Regions from separate parts of the Zea mays genome. Here regions 2 and 3 are each linked to region 1. A link is a contact called in public Hi-C data. All regions are on one chromosome and are shown on one strand. Each heading gives the region's core, a stretch centred on a gene start, on an enhancer-like site or on the middle of the called end of the contact. The rest is flanking DNA. Distances are from core to core; before and after follow the strand shown. Region 1 holds the start of LOC103651371 (terminal nucleotidyltransferase 4B). Region 2 holds the start of LOC100193039 (fiber protein Fb2). Region 3 holds the start of LOC103651369 (trihelix transcription factor).

Region 1 (3,641 bases), core at 756-3,255:
CCTGTCCTGAAAGATCCAAAAACTTCCACCTGCCACACAACACAAGAGTGGGAATCACCAAAATAGTTCACAGCTATTTGACACAAACTAGAGGGGGAAAGAGTGTGATGCCTTGCACTGTGGCCATATATGTTTGACAACATCAGAGACATCTTGCACAGCAGCTGCTCGTGAAGATTGCTCTTCAGTAGAAGGTGAGATAAAATCACAGAAGTCCAGGATCTCTACAACAAATATACAATACCTTAGAACTGCAGTCAAATTGTCCATCATAAAACCATATACACATACGTTAGTTCTTATTGGTCTCAAGTTCTACTAGTTGAAGTGCTAAACGTAAATGTGATTTGAATGTCTAGATCAACTGCATAAGTAGCTTTACTATTTTTTAAGTATAATATCAAACTGGTCCTTGAGACTGCTGTCTAACAAATTCCAACTAACAATCAGGAATCAGCTCTATCGGGACGGAAAATAGGTGTTTGGCATCATACACTATCTACACAGTTTCTGCATGCAAATACATGAAGACCACTACAAGGTACTCCCTCCATTTCAAACTATAATTCACTTCAGTTTTGTCCTAAGTCAAATTTCTCTAACTTTGTTTTTAGAGAAAAAGCATATCTAAAGTTCAAAAAAATCAAGACATATTTCATGGAGAACTGAATGTAACTATCTTGTCACTCTAGCTGTATTTTTCTATAAACTTGGTCAAAGTTAAAGAAGTCTGATTTAGGACAAAAGGGCAGACCCAAGTACCCAACGGCGAAGGCTCTCACATCAATGGGGTCTGGGGAAGGGATAAATCAAGGTAAACCTTCCCCTGCAATGCAGAGAGGCTGTTTCCAACACGCGATCTGGTGACTCAATGAGATAGCTCTCACCACTGCATCAGACCTGCCCTTATAGGACAAACCTAAAATAAAATGAACTATAATTTTGAACTGTAGTTATAGTTTTGTTCATCATTTGTAACTGCTGGATTGTTAACTGTCAAGAAGAATGTAGGAAAAACCTAAACCCTAAACCTAAAACCTAAACCCAAATCACCAAAAACCTCATGCAGGTTTCAAGTAGACACTAGAGGTTCCTGAAGCTCCCGTATAGCAACCTATGATTTGCACTCGCCTTAAATACTATGTAAAACACCATAATTACCAAGTCCAGACTATTCGGATTTATTTACTTAATAAAATGTGGTCTTGAATCAGTTATATCTGATCACATCACTCCATCAATAATTTAACCAAAGTGTGCCACGGCAGAGCAAAGGCTAATTACTTGCGCAATAATTTAGGCACGAGAAGCCACGAAATTGAAAGCAATTCCAAAATTTGAGCTACCAAAACCACGGCGCAAAGCACCAAGACAAAACCCTCACCCTTGTGTAGCTGAAGCATGGGGCTCCTGAACCGCCTCCCTCCCCTGAACCACGCGCGCTCCGAGCCCTGCGGCGGCTGGTCCTCCAAAGCACGGGAGATAGAGGGCGTTGCCGCGGCAGCTGTGGGCGCCGGGGATGGCGGCTCGGGCTCGGGCTCGGGCTCGACGGAGGCAGAGGTGGAGACGTCGAGTGAGAAGAAGTCCGCAGCAGGGATGTCCGCGAGCACATCTCCAGCCTCCGTTATCTCGTTGCGGAAGACGGCGTATGTCGCGGTCGCATCGTCCTCGTCCTGCCCCGCGGCGGCGTCATCGAGCGTCTCCTCCGGTGAGAAGGCCAGGTGCAGGCCCGGGAGCGCGTCGTAGACGTAGTCCGTGGCGGGGACGGACGCCTCGGCCTCCATCTCCGTGGCGGCTGCTTGCGTCGGCGGCGCGGGGGAGAGAACGGCTCGTTTGCCCTTGCTTCGTTTCCGCGCTGACGGTGACGGCCGAGGCCACGCGTTCGTCGCTTCGCGAGCCATGGTCCATGGATTTAGGGCTTCTGATGCGCGCGCTGGCTGGAGCCTAGAGTCGAGCAGGCGGGCCGGCCAAGTTTGCTGCCGGGTTTTATTCGCTAGGTTCGGTAGAAGTCGTAGCTCTGGAGGATTTATCCGCGGCCCACAAGGCCACAGACAGCAAACCTACCGGGATCGACTTTTTTTATTCAGGGGGGGTGTTCGATTAAAATTAATAATTACAGATATTAAATATAGTTTAATTATAAAAATTAATTACACATATCAAAAATAAAAGATGAAACTAATTTATTGAATCTAATCAAACATATATTTAACATTTGTAATTAATATTTAAATATTTAATGCAACATGAACCAAATACTTCCTTAGAAGTACTTATGCTTTTTCACAAAACGTGTGGTTTTAGACGCGGGCGTACGTTGTTACCGGTTTCTAAGTTGACATGTACAACTTAGATACTGCGGTGTGGTTTTTTAAATAGAGGATAGAGCTAAGATATTGCGGTTATAAGGGCATGTAAAATGGATGTTTTGAGTTGGTAAAAAAAAATCAAAACATATATCTTAACATATATCTTAACGAAGATATTGTGTCTTAGCTCTATATTCGAGATAGATGATTAACTGATTGGTCAATTTAATTCATTAAATGTTACAATAAATATAGCAAAACACATGTTTTAGACACGTCAAATGTATTATATTATGTTTTAACTGTGTTTTATACTTGTAGTTCCGTGCAACAGTGTCAGGGTTGTATATGCCCTAACGTGGTGTATCTAAATTTTATGTCTTATATAATAAAAAATTCTCTAAGACATGATTTATTTGTGTGTTGTACTAGCGAAGTTGTGTCTTTATAACCTCTCTAGACACACCTCAAGACATGATGCATTAATATCAGAGGTAAAGCCTGGCAACAAAGTTATTAGAGTCAGTTTCACTAATCATCATCTAAATACATTAGTTAACAATACATTTATATAGGATTTGCCAAATTTTATGTAGACATGCCCTAAAATATCCTCTGCTTTTTACCCACCTCGAGATGGCAACGAAGACCGGACCCTTGAGTACTTGACTTCATCAATGGGAACCTTTTGCTCCATCGAGCTCCAAACCGCAGGTCAATTAACAGGAGTCATGATGCGCCATGCAGCACCTCGAGAGTCGAGACCACGAACAAGGCCTCCACCTAGATACATACTTTATTAGAGTATATTAGAGTATATACTCCCTCCGGTGCAGTAAAGGTAGTTATTTAGGACATGGAGTAATTGTACATACCAAGGAGTGATTAATTATCATGGAGTTTTTCTTGTTTTCCCTTATTAAATAGGGATATGAGTACATTGACATCACCAGAACAATCAGGCTTGATTGGTTGCGGTTACACCTCCCGAGGCATTCTAGACTGGAGTTATCAAGCTTGATTCCTCTTGAGTGCACGCTCGGTCACACGTAGGATGACTTTCTTTACTGCACCAGAGGGAGTATACATGCTAAATATTCTATATATGGGTATCTTACATAGCAAAAAAAAAAACTTCACGGAATGTGCACGGATGATCTTAGGATGTGGACGAAACTGCCCAGCTAGCCATAGGAGCTGCCGAACTGATGAGCACAGTTCACTGAGTCTGGCCCCGGCAAAATTCAGTTAGGTCAACAGCTCCCATGTGAACAGACATGCAAATCGGCAGCAGTCTCTGCCCCACCCAATCCTACACTAAGAGCAAAAGCA
Region 2 (3,624 bases), core at 368-2,867, 140 kb after region 1:
CGACACCTTTTCATCTACCGTCAAACAATGCGAACCATCCAAAACCTTTCTCAAGCACTCATGTGACAACAAAGTTTCTTAGAGGTTTTTTTGAGTGGGTGTGGGGATCCCCACCTAGAATTTGATTGCAGAAGCGAAGGGTACACAGGTTTACACCGGCACATGGGGGATCATAGATTTATAAGTTTGAAGGTAAATATACCAACAGCACAAATCAAAATTAAGAGGCTCAGGAGAGAATCGTTTGGTCCAGATGACAAAATCATCACACGTTGATTTAATAACACGACGGAGTGAGGGATACTCGGCACAAAAAGATTGCGCCATTTTGCCCAATCCCAAAGGCGCCAGAGCATGGTGATGAGGACAGCCAGCTACAGCCGACAGGTCTTGGTTGAGCTCAGAGAAATTGTGTTGTCATTAAACCAACAGTCTGAAGCACTCAATAAACTTGAACTCGGACTAAGCTAGAAGCTACATTATTTCCTCTGAAATCCTATTTGTCACTAAGCCACAATTTCTAATCCAAACTGCTGCTCTTCGCGTGAAGCTACGAAGCCATAACCTTTAGTTCAGCTATTTACTTAACCTTGGCTCCCCTAAAATTGCATATGGCAACTAGACAGCACACGGGTAGTCAAAATCCTCCGACAAGGTTACTATACCGCAAAAACGAGAGCTCATGAGCTGTATTCATCAGGTCAACCCCTTAAGCAGTAAGCTACAACGTTTCCTCCAGCTCCAATCGGAGGAAGAAGCAAGAGCTGTAGCTGTGCACATCACGTCTCAGGCTCAAATTCACTACCTGGAAGAGTCCTGAAGGAAGAAGCGAGCTGACTGACTCACCGCGGCGTGGGGCTCGTAGGGGTGGTCCTCCTCGAGGTGGATGCAGAGGGATGCGACGTCATGGTCCTCGTAGCAGTAGGGGCAGGCGACCTCCGGCCACGTCGCGTCCCCGAGCTCCAGCGCCATCTCCAACTCCATCTCCATGTCCCCGTCGTCCTCCACCTCCATCTCCACCTCTTCCGTCCCCATCCCGGGCACATCTGCAACGAACCCAATAAGAGCCCGCAAATCAATACAAGGATCGCCTCGCGTGCTGTTACTGAACGAAGGGAGAAGCAAGAAAAGGCAGGATGTCCTCACCGTCGACGCGGCCGAGCTGCGCCGCGTAGTAACGCTTGGCGGCGGCCAGGCGCGAGATCCAGTGCTCCGAGTCCATGTCTCTCGATTTGGTTTCCCCCCTACTCTCGCGCGGGCTCCTTCACGCGTACTCAGGTGCCTTCCACAGGCTCCCTCCCCCGTCCCCTCTTCTTGAGCTGCCCAAGCTCGTTCGCTCCCCTTCCTGCTCGCCCCCGACAGCAGCGGCAGCAGCAGCCGCGCTAACAACCGGAAACGATTTTGACCAAAGCGTGTGGCGTGTCCGACTCCCGAGCCTCCCGGGAAAGAAAATTTTTCCTCGCGTAGTTCGCCGGCCTCCTGCCTTTTTTTTTTTTCTTCTTTGGCTCTCAATACGGGGAGGATTTTGCTAGGACGGAGAAAGAGGAGACGGCGGCGAAGCTTCTTATCGGCAGGAGATGAGAGAGAGAGAGGGGGGGAGGCCAAAGGGGGAGAAAGCGGGTGGGAAATGGGGGCGACGTGTTCCTTTTCGACGTACTGGTCGACGTCCGAGTCAGCGCGTGGCCGTGGCACCAATGACAGCGACCGCCCACTCTCCGCCGGTTGCGACCCACCTGCCGCTGGAGAGCAGATGACGGGTGGGACGCACGGGGTAACCTGGCCCCGCGTGGCGGCGGCGTGTTTGGATGATAGAGCACGGCGGCCCAGCGCCGTGCGCCCGTGGGCCGTGTCCCGGTCCCGGCAGGGTCGCAGGGATAAGAAAGAACCGCGGCGTCCGCTGGAAACCGCGTGGGGGCGAATAGCCGATAAGAGAGAGAGAGGGTTTGGATGGCTACAGGTAAAGATACCTAGTGGGCTAACACTAAGATACCGTTTTATTCGTATATCAGTAACGTAATGAGTAACCGATAACGTTAAATCATGTTTGTTTAAGTCCAACAGTAATCGATACCACGCTACAAATGGATACCGCCTTATTCAAATTTGTTACCGCCGGTATTCGAGTGTGAATCGTTATCATTACCATTTACGTTACATTTCGTGAACCAAACAACACCTAATATATAATCAATTACTCATTGTATATGTGCCCGTGTGTTGTGACGAAATTAAAAAAATTGTATGAAACATAGATACAGAACAATAAATATCAATATGATATGTAAAATCTATGTGACCATTATCAATATCGTAAAACAACTCCATATACTCCTATTGTTGGCCTCGAGCGAGTCATGACTAGATCTCACGCCCGAGGTTGGTCTCGAGTGAGTTGTGACTGCGTGTCCCGTTCGATGGTGGGCTCGAGCGAGTCGTGACCGCATATCCCGTACGGGGCCTTGCAGAGTTGGTCGGCGGAGAGCATCGCCTGAGATGCCTTTGGGCGAGTCAGAAATGTGATGTTTGTCTGGGGTTGGCTTCCGTCGAGCCGTGACTCCCGCTTGAAGTTGGCCTCTGGCGAGTCGTGACTGCATCTCCCGTGCGGGGTTGGCCTCGGGCGAGTCGTGACTACGTCTCCCGCACGGGTGGACTCGTGCGAGTCGTGACTGCATGTCGTGCTTGGGGTGGCCTCGGGCGAGTCGTGACTGCATCTCCTGCCCGATGGTGGCCTCAGGCGAGTCGTGACTGCGTCTCCCGCCCGAGTTTAGCCTCGAAAGACGTGACTGCGTCTCGCGTCCGGGGTGGCCTCGGGCGAGTCGTGACTGCGTTTCCCGCCCGGGGTGGCCTCAGACGAGTCGTGACTGCATCTCCCACCCAGGGTTAACCTGAACTTTACATATAAATCATATCCCAAGGCCTGAGCATCTGAAATTTTGTGTCAAGTCTCAATGTTACCCAAAAAATGCCGCTATTGTAGCACCGATATTGGCACTTTCCTAAGTCACTTCAAATTCAAGTTCTCCAATCTGGCAGGAGAAAAGGACGAGACTTAAACCTTGTTCACGGTTCACATAAGAGTCATTAAAGTGTTTAGAAGCTATTACCTTAAGTCTCTTTTTTTTTCTTTCATGGCCTGAACATCAGACTGAACCACTGGGTATTTTAATAGTAGCTTTCCATTCTTGATCATTGTTTTAGCAACCTACATATATATTACGATATAAACCATGTGAATTCCTTTTGACAACCATGTGAAAGGATGTTACCATTTAACTTGTCTCTTCCATCAAAAGATAAAGATTTACAAATTCTTGGCCTATCTGCTAAATCAAAGGATGCGCATTATCAAAATAGAAGGGAGGGAGCAGACCACTCACTGGGCTTCTCCTGCTCGCCGCCCGGCCACTTGGAGATGGAGAAATGGACCTTCTCGCGGGATGTGACCTCAGACTCGAAGGGCTCCTTGAGGCAGTCATGTGCCAACACAGTGGAGATGTTAGAATAGCCTATATAGGTCATCCCTGCTGCCCACCAGAAGGGTGCTGTTTCTGAGACTACTAAAAGTCTACATAATATAATGTGATGTCTTTAAAATTAATTATACCATAAAAATAGTTAGAAAAC
Region 3 (3,868 bases), core at 1,030-3,529, 180 kb before region 1:
CAGCTTCACGTGGTCCACTGGTGCTGCCTAGACATGTCACTTGTTTTCAATAATGCATGTGTCATGGCACACAAAATTATAAATTTGTATAGCGTCAAACTATCGGTTTGTAATCTTTTGCATTCCAAACACTCTTGTTAATTTGTTATAAGGGATAGTGGGAAACAAAATCTTGAAAATGCCCTCTTGACATGAAAAAATGATGTTTATAATTAGTTGCTCCCAATTATTGCTTTTGTGTCTTTTTGACCGATTCCTCCACCTGCGCAATAAACATTTGAGTACTAGTACATATATATGGAGAATTCACACAAATTAATGATACGGGAGAGATATGAATAACAGAAGGTGGAATATTTATCCTTGTGTTTTTTTAAGAAATATAATCTGTAACAGATAGGTAACTTTTGTTCTAACAATAAGTCAATTGTTGTGAACTGGATTGATGGTTGTGGCAACACTAGATAAAAAGTCGTAGATAATAGTTTTGTGGGAACGGGATTCAAGTGATTTGATCTATTGATTTGGGCATTTATGAGGCAGAGCTCTAACGGAAGACGTGCGTCGCCAGATGAGCGCGTCGGTCGGGTGAGATGGGCTTAACAAAAACTAAATCCTAAAGTAGAGGTTAGACCAATATAAGCAATATGGAGAGAATAAATGAGAGGGAAGTTCTCTTGGACTTGTTGCTCTTATGAATATAAAATTTTACTTTGAGAGCAACTCTGTGATATAAATCAAAGTCCAACCAGAAGAACTTATAGAGGGAGAAAGACAAGAACAAATCATAATAAAAAGCAGGGGCGGAGCTAGGGAGTTTTGTTGGGGTAAGCTGACCCTATAAAATTAAGAAAATACTATACAAATATAGTGTTAGCTAGTGTATTTAGATGACGATTAGTGAAACTGACCCCAATAACTTTATTGTCTGGCTTCGTCCCTGATAAAAAGTAAAGAACACAAGAGACACACGATTTGTTTACCAAGATTCAGTTATGAAGAACATACGTCCTCATTGAGATGTACTAACTCCTAAAGGATGAGGTCTCTCTCGACCCTCTCAAGTGATCCACTGATCAGCTTGAACCCTCAGATCCACTAAGAATAGAGATAGAGTCTCTATAAGGCACTCCATAAGATCTAGAGCCTTTTGCTAGCCTCTTAAGGGGTCAGAGATGTTGCACATGACTTCTGTTGTTTGGTGACAACGAATGGGAGACCGATTGGGTGTTATAGGGGTGAGATTAGCGACGAGATGCTCGTCAGTGAACTGAAAGAAAGAGGCGGGAGGTTAGGGATGAAACCCCGGTTCCACGTGTCAGATACAGAGGGAATAGATGAGCGCATGTGACGAGTATTAACAACATAGGCTTGCTTGTTGGCGGACGAGCGAACGAGAGCACGAGCGCGCGCGGTTTAATAGGCCGAATGCCATTGGGCTGTCTGGGTTCTACCTTTTTAGTTTTATTCTTTTTAGAATTAGATTTGGATTTAAATTTCAAATTTTGAAGAACCTACGTCCCCATTGAGATGTACTAACTCCTAAAGGATAAGGTCTCGCTCGACCCTCTCAAGTGATCCACTGATCAACTTGAGCCCTCAGATCCACTAAGAATAGAGATAGGGTCTCTATAAGGCACTCCATAAGATCTAGAGTCTTTTGCTAGCCTCTTAAGGGGCAGAGATGTTGCGCATGACTTATGTTGTTTGGTGACAACGAAGGGGAGACCGATTGAGTGCTATAGGGGTGAGATTGGCGACGAGATGCTCGTCGGTGAACTGAAAGAAAGAGGCGAGAGGTTAGGGATGAAACCCAGGTTCCACGTGTCAGATACAGAGGGAACAAATGAGTGCATGTGAGGAGTACTGACAACATGGGCATGCTTGTTGGCGGACGAGCGAACGAGAGCACGGGCGCGCACGGTTTAATAGGCCGAATGCCATTGGACCGTCTGAGTTCTACCTTTTTAGTTTTATTCTTTTTAGAATTAGATTTGGATTTAAATTTCAAATTCAAATTCCAATAACTTCAGTTAAATTTGACATTTGGTAAAAAAATTTACATACAACAAAGAAACAATGTAGCATAATTTGGACACATACCACACACAAATTTGTTTCCCCTCTCCTCTTTAATTTGGAAAGGTCGCATACAATTAAGATTTTTTTTCAAGTTCAAAGCATGGGTTTACACAATTACAAGTGAGTTTGCACATTACATAAGTAAGGTGTTACAGAGGAGAAGGATGGAGCAATGAAGCTACACAAAGGGTATGTAACCATTAAAACAATTATAAATATATGTATAGATACATCATTATAAAGATGAGAATGTATTTGGTGCAATCAGGCTAATTGGTACAACCGGTTTAACCAAGACACATGAATGAAGGTGGAAAAACTTTTTAGAAAACATCGTTTTTCAAAACAACCCTGCCACATTTCGCTAGAATTTTTAAAAAGGTCCTCACCTCTATTTTTGTGTCTTGGTTGCACGGTTCACCAATTGGTCTGATTGCAATAAATACATTTTTTATAATATAGTATAATATATAGATACAGATGTTACTATAGAAGGTGTGTTTATCTACATCATTTTAGCTGCCCAAGACCGAGAAGCAACCAGGACCCCCGTTGTCAATGATGATTGGCTCACGCAGTAGTCACTCGCGTGTCCCTAGAAACTCGGCGTGTCAATAGGAACTGCCCAAAGGCGCCCAACTACCGGAGTTTCTCGTACGCCGGTACGCCCAGCAGCCGCACCATCTCTTTCGGCGCGGACGCCTGACCCAACCGAACGGCGGCCAGCCGCGAGCCGTCTACCTGTGGCTACGAAATTGCACGCCAAGGCGCGAGCCGCTTTAACTTTCATCCCCGCACCGGCACGTCCGGCCGGCCAACCGAAACCACGCCGAGGCCTATCTCTCTCCGAGTTTGATCCAGCTCCGTCCCAGCGCCAACTGCTAATCCGGTAATCCCTCGCCGGCTTGGTGTCCCGGTCAAACCTGCCCCGACCGACGGGAGGATCCAACGGCGGCCGCTCGCCCACACAACAACCATGCATCTGCACCGCTCCTCCACGTGCCGCGTCGCGGTCGTCACGGCCCACGGCCCGGCGCTCCTCCCCCCTCGCCGACCACCCCCTCTCCCTTCTTCTATTCCCCACCCCCCGCCTCGTCTCCTCCACCGCCGCCCCCACATCTATTCACCCGTCCGTCCGTTCCTTCGTCTCTACGCGCAAACGAGAGAAGGCTAGGTCGTCGTCGTCGTTGTCGTCGTGACGCGGAGAGATCTGGGAGGAGGAGCGATGGACGGGAAGTTGCCGCCGCCGAACCCGAACCTGCCGTACCGGGAGGACTGCTGGAGCGAGGGCGAGACGGCCGCGCTCGTCGACGCCTGGGGCTCGCGCTACCTCGACCTCAACCGCGGGAGCCTCCGCCAGCCACAGTGGCGGGAGGTCGCCGACGCCGTCAACTCTCGCCCCGGGGCCTCCGCGCGCCGCCGCCCGCCGCGCACCGACATCCAGTGCAAGAACCGCGTCGACACGCTCAAGAAGAAGTACAAGGCCGAGCGCGCGCGCGGCGGGCCATCGCAGTGGAACTTCTACGCCCAGCTCGACCTCCTCGTCGGGCCCACGCTCACCGGCATCAAGAAGCCGTCCCCACCGCGCGCCGCGCTGCCCGTGTTCCGGAGGCGCCTGACGCCGCCGCGCTCCCCGTCGCCGCAATCACCGCCGCCGCTTCCCGTGGCGCTCCCCCTGCACAATTACCGCCGTGGCTCCGACCTCCCCTCCGCAAACCTCATCCATAAGGCGGCCGCTGCCGCCGCCGCTGCTGCCGCGGAGTCCGACTCAGAAGATGGCTACAAC

The links. Hi-C and Micro-C count contacts between places; a contact is called where the count stands out from the background.
Region 2: a contact with region 1 is called in a Hi-C map of ear, with 2.4 times the contacts expected there. The contact joins the promoter of LOC100193039 here to the promoter of LOC103651371 in region 1. A contact is called at or near these places in 6 of 25 Hi-C or Micro-C datasets (bundle sheath, ear, leaf and 2 more).
Region 3: a contact with region 1 is called in a Hi-C map of leaf, with 4 times the contacts expected there. The contact joins the promoter of LOC103651369 here to the promoter of LOC103651371 in region 1. A contact is called at or near these places in 3 of 25 Hi-C or Micro-C datasets (leaf and tassel).

The regions. Positions count from the first base shown.
Region 1 is chr3:215,499,390-215,503,030 of Zm-B73-REFERENCE-NAM-5.0, forward strand. It overlaps LOC103651371 (terminal nucleotidyltransferase 4B), which reads right to left and starts at 2,006. Exons shown (of 13, transcript XM_008676996.3): 1 at 1,385-2,006; 2 at 112-224; 3 at 1-29. The coding sequence starts at 1,901.
Region 2 is chr3:215,640,574-215,644,197 of Zm-B73-REFERENCE-NAM-5.0, forward strand. LOC100193039 (fiber protein Fb2) reads right to left here and starts at 1,618. Exons shown (of 5, transcript NM_001138207.1): 1 at 1,147-1,618; 2 at 847-1,046. The coding sequence starts at 1,222.
Region 3 is chr3:215,318,659-215,322,526 of Zm-B73-REFERENCE-NAM-5.0, forward strand. It overlaps LOC103651369 (trihelix transcription factor), which reads left to right and starts at 2,280. Exons shown (of 1, transcript XM_008676993.4): 1 at 2,280-3,868. The coding sequence starts at 3,308.